Linked DNA regions of Xenopus laevis: region 2 is linked to region 1. Evidence: chromatin contacts called from public Hi-C data. All regions are on one chromosome and are shown on one strand. Each heading gives the region's core, a stretch centred on a gene start, on an enhancer-like site or on the middle of the called end of the contact. The rest is flanking DNA. Distances are from core to core; before and after follow the strand shown.

What was found. A called contact is a pair of places that touch in the nucleus more often than the background predicts.
Region 2: a Hi-C map of animal cap shows a contact between it and region 1, with 4 times the contacts expected there. The contact joins the enhancer-like site here to the promoter of nxn.L in region 1. A contact is called at or near these places in 3 of 4 Hi-C or Micro-C datasets (the XL177 cell line, the XTC cell line and animal cap).

What each region holds. Positions count from the first base shown.
Region 1 is chr2L:100,184,535-100,187,258 of Xenopus_laevis_v10.1, forward strand. It overlaps nxn.L (nucleoredoxin-like), which reads left to right and starts at 1,311. Exons shown (of 8, transcript XM_018246918.2): 1 at 1,311-1,757. The coding sequence starts at 1,461.
Region 2 is chr2L:100,258,216-100,260,939 of Xenopus_laevis_v10.1, forward strand. All of the region lies in intron 7 of nxn.L (nucleoredoxin-like), which reads left to right. Among protein-coding and RNA genes, the nearest start is that of mrm3.L, 17 kb to the right of the region's middle. Within about 2 kb of position 1,361, at least 5 of the 7 cell types and tissues checked have an H3K27ac peak or open chromatin away from gene starts, as enhancers often do. A contact at or near this core is called in animal cap, where this site is marked.

The DNA.
Region 1 (2,724 bases), core at 61-2,560:
ACATTCAAAGACAATGTTATGAAAGATAATAAAAAAGGTTATTTTCTGATGTCAGTATCGCTTTAGGGTAAGGCCACATGAGGAGATTCGGGGAGATCACTGAGGCAACTTTGGGCGACTATTGAAAACGCATCGCCGCATGTGCATTAGCGCAGGCGACTTTGCATTGTAGCCTATGGGGAAAAACGCTGAGGCAGATCGGGGAGATAGTCCCGCAAAACACGAGGCGATTAGTCGCCAGGCGACAAAATCTCCCGAATCTCCTTGTGTGGACTAGCCCTTAAATCACGTGCAGTAGGGAAGATTTATTGCAGGCGACTTAATCTCCCTGTATGCCTCAACCCTTAAGGGGAAGTTCCCTTTAAAGGGGTTATTCACCTTTAAATTAATTTCTAGGGGTATATTTATTACGCTGTATAAACAGCAGCGGGATAATACAGTACACATTTCCAGGCTTCACAGTGTAAAAAACAGCATAACATTTTTTCATGTGTTTTTTCTTAGAGTGACTTCGGCCAGAAGCAATGTAAAATAACGGCAAATCTGGAGTTAAAATTACACACACCTTGATAAATTTCCTATTTATTTTACACAGTTTTTTCGGCAAATTTCATTTTACACAAAATAATAAATATGCCCCTTAGTATTTTAGATAATGGCTAATCAATTTTTCAATTGGTCTTCATATTGTCTTTTTTTTATAGTTTTTAAATTACTTGCCTTCGTTTGACTATTTCCACATTTCAAATGGGGGTCACTGGCCCCATATAAAAAAAACAAATGTTCTGTAAGGCTACAAATGTATCATTATATTATTTGCTTTTTATTACTGAACTTTCTATTCAGGCCTCATCCTTTTCATATTCCAGTCTTTTTTTCAATACAGAGCATGGTTGCTAAGGTAATTTGGACCCTACTAACCAGATTACTGAAATTGCAAACTGGAGAGCCTCTGAATAAAAAGCTAAATAAATAAAAGCTAAATAACTAAAAACACAAGTAATCAAAAATTAAAAACCAATTGCAAATGATCTCAGAATATCACTCTACATCATACTAAAAGTTAATTTAAAGGTGAACAGGGTCTATCACTGCCCTTACTATATACCCAGGAAAACAGTTGTTTTTAGTATTAAATGAACAATCATAGGACCAAAGTTGTTGCCAATGCGATGTGACACAGCTTATGTAGAACACAGCGACAGAAGTGGGATAGGCGATAATCAGGGGGCATGGCTATGCGCTGGCACCCAGGTGGCACTGTCGGCCAGAGAGTGTCGCTGGTCTCCACCCCCGTGTGTTTGTGCCCATGTGCAGCCGGCTCCCTGTCTCACAGCCAATAGGCTCAGTGCAGCTTTAGCAGCGCACGCGGATCATCTGCGCCCGGGCGCAGGGGAGCTCCTGTGTGTAAGGCCGATCCAGCAGCGCACAGAAGAGCGTTGGGGGCCAGGCCGAGCAGCATGTCGGGCCCCGGGCTGCTTGTGGAGCTGCTGGGAGAGAAGCTGGTGAATTCGGAACGGGAGGAAGTGGATGTGCAGGCTCTGGGCTCCAGGGTGTCTTTGATCGGACTGCTGTTCGGCTGCGGGATGAGCGCCCCTTGCCTGCAACTGCTCCCTGGCCTGAACGACTTCTACTGCAAGACTCGGGACCGCCTGGAGATCGTCTTCGTCTCCTCCGACCCCGACCAAAAGAAATGGCAGCTCTTTGTCAAGGACATGCCTTGGCTGGCACTGCCCTACCAGGAGAAGCACAGAAAGGTGAGAAGGGCAGGGGCGGGCGGAGGAGCTTTAATGTGACCCTGACAGTGCCTGGCTGCAACATGCTTTATCCATTGGCTTCACTTTGAGCACTTAACTAAAACAATACACTGCCTGTACATGCCTTTGATTTCTCAGGTGTTGAACTACACATTCCAGCATCCTATTAGTTGTAGTTCAGCAAAAGACTGGGGGGGGGGGCTACGGGGATTGATGGGTGCAGTATGCCCATTTGCCTTACATCTGTCAGGCACTGTGTTTTTGGTACAGTTGACAATGGCTCCAAAAATAACAGATTTAATATAGCTGCCCACATTTCTGAACTGTCTGGAGTGGACAAATTTTGCTTCTATGTACCTATGCACTGATGTCCTAAACCTGCCTAAGAAAAACTGCAATGTATAATGCTCCACGAACAGGCTGCTATGTCTATTCTGGACTAAATGCTATTTTTTTGGAATTCAAGTCTGTTGTATATTTGTTAAGAATTTCTCATAATATATCCTGAGAAAGCTGTAAGCTTGGTTATGCTCATGGTTGCTATTGCATATGCTCTGCTGCCACAGCATAATTGCTTTGTGCAGGTGTTGAACCAAAGCCTTCTACTTCCTTTGTACCACACAACCTGTTTCTGGCAATTTTCCACATTTTTGGCAATACCGAGCTGCCTGCTTATAAAGCGTTGGAATGTTTCCATTAAAACTGACTGAAAGTGAAATGGTGGTCATAATCAAAAGCCAGTTACATCAAAATAGTTAAGTGTTAGCAAAAATCCTCTGGTGGTAAACTTTTTGACAGATGGATATCGTAATAATCTCCCTTATTTTACTTTAAACAAATTATGTATCCTACTACTAATTTAGCACATATACTGCTTTCACAAATATATAAAACTGAGCAGGAAAATGGGACAAAAATGCCAATTTTCCTATTTTTTTCCTAAATCAGTGCTTTAATTTAGTTCTCC
Region 2 (2,724 bases), core at 111-2,610, 74 kb after region 1:
CCACCATTTTGTGATGGTCTGTGTGCTGTCTCAGAGATCACCTGACCAGAAATACTACAACTCTAACTGTAACAGGTGTTGAAGCAAAAGACCAACTCTGTCTGTTAATTGGCTCATGTGACCTAACATGTATGGTTTGTTGGTATGTTTGTGTGCACAGTGAAACGTACAATCCCAGGGGGCGGCCCCTATTTTTTAAAATGGCAATTTTCTATTTATGATTACCCAATGGCACATGCTACTAGAAAAGTATATTATTATGAAAATGGTTTATTTACATGAAGCAGGATTTTACATATGAGCTGTTTTATGCAATATCTTTTTATAGAGACCTACATTGTTTGGGTGGTATAGTTTTCCTTTAATTGGCTTTTGGCAAAGAGCCCAGAATACGTGGCAGGTGCACATTTGTAACAATTTAAGATAAGCAGGTCTCTTGGGAGAGCTGTGACTTGCAGTTTTAGGGTCAGTCCACAAGAGCAGATTCGGGGAGATTTAGTCGCCTGGAGACTAATCGCCTCTTCTTCTGGGCAACAACCTCCGACAAGTTTCCTTCGGGTGACTTCGGAAAACGAAGGCAATTCAGGGAGATTGTCGCCCAGAAGAAGAGGCGATTAGTCGCCAGACGAGGGCAATTCACCTTCATACAGCAAAACTGTAATAACAAATAAAAACCACAGAAATTTCATACTTTCATAACCTGCCAAATTTTGTAAAATGAACATGGTAATTAAGGGGTGTGGTGACAAAATCGCCGTGGTCAAAAAAATTGTCGCCACACTCTGTGCCGCAAATCTTTTTGTCCCTCTTTCTATTTCCAAAATGTTGGGAGGTGTGAACTCCTGTTACAACTTTGAAGGCCTGGATCATTACTACTATAGAGTTGCTAAACCTCTAGGCTGGTTCACTTAGTTCAGTATAGAAAAGATGGCATTTCTAGCCATATTCAATTTTAGGGTTTGGTTCTCCTTTAAACATGGGTTGATTTTCTTCTTGGAAGTTGATTTCGCAAAATTATTTATAATATCCAGCCCTTACGACTAACTTACATTGAAGAATGATATAGTTAACATGTAAGGATTTACCCCTGCTGGCTGGGCATGTTGTAGCCATAGTGCAATAGGGAAAGCTGAACCCACTGCCCAGAACACTATTTCATTCTATTCAACAGGGGAAGGTCTGCGGATATATTTTGCCACATCTGTTTCTTTTCAGCAGCCCTGTCTAACTAAAGCGGAATTCATTTCAACAAAATAAAAAAGGGAGGAGTGCATTAAATGTCATTGGGAATGATATGCTTTAGTGGCTCAGCGAGTCTGACAGGGGGCTACACCTTAATTAACCCTATTGTTCTGTCCTTACAGAATGTCCTGGCCTATTGAAAAATTCCACAGGAAGTGTTAAGCTACAGGGCACCCTGGGGCTCATTTATAAACAATGGACAAATTTGCTGCTGGCAGTGACTCATAGCAACCAATCAGTGATTAGCTTTTTCATTCAGCTGCAGGTTGGACACTTAAAGCAATCCTCTGATTGGTTGCTGTGGGTTACTGCCCAGGAGCTCAGTGTTTATAAATGAGCCCTCCTGTGTTCCATTTAGTGACCATAGAGGCTGTCTACAGAGAAAAGCTTTACCAAGGCAAGCAATATGGCAGCTCTTGTTCACGTCAAAGTCAAATACAGTATGCAGAGAAGGCATGTGCTATGCATTCTATAATATATCATCATGTTGTGCTTTCTGATAGAAGCTATATGGCAGTTCCCACACACAAAAAGAAAACAAAGAAGAAATGTTCTACGCATGCCACATCAGGTTATCCGATACCCTTATCTCGTGCCAGATATGTGCAAATACGATACCGTTCAATAGACAAGACCTTGTCCACTCTGTAATGCAATTTGTAATGAATTAGTACAGAAAGAAACACATGATATTATGTTACAGTGGAAGCCAAATCTGTGCAGAAATCCTTCTCGCAAAGGAATGTATGAAAGTGGAATGTAAGAAGCCTTATCTCTCCAAGGACGGATTCAACTCTGATAGCTAATGGTTAAAGAATGCTAGGGAAATGTGCCTTGCCATCGTTGTTGGGCAAATCAGCAATGTTATCTCCATTTACTGTATGTGGAAAGGGTGAGGGGGGGGGGCGCTGGGAAGGGTTTTATAGTATAAAGGGCAGCTCTGACTATGATGGTGTAAGACCCAGTATTACCCACCTTGTTAACCACATGTAGATAAATCATTAATAATAACTTGTTGTTTTATTGTGACAATATCCCCCTGGACACCTCACTTTGCATTTGACTTTATTGCACATACATGACAAAGGGCAAAGGCAGATGAAGAGTAGGCTCCACTGTGCTCGGCCTGCACATTTTTGGCAGGCTGGGAGAAGCAGTCCAGTCTGCACTTGTAATGACATGTACAGTGTCTGGTTCCACTGGGCTATATAAAGGGGAGAGGCCTGAAACCATGACAGCATGCATTTTTGGGCCGATTTCTGGTAGCCGATCGGGGCGGAAACTGTATTTGTCCGTAGATTCACTGAGGTGCAGTTGGGACTAGATCTGCTTCTCTCAGTCTGCAGAAAATACACAGGCTGAGAGCAGTGGACCCTACACACTGTGTTCCTCTGCCCCTAAGTCAGTGCTAGGGATGCCTGGGATTGAAGTAAAATGGCAGTGTAGTACTGGGCAACCTTTTTCTTTGGGTTGGTGCATTTT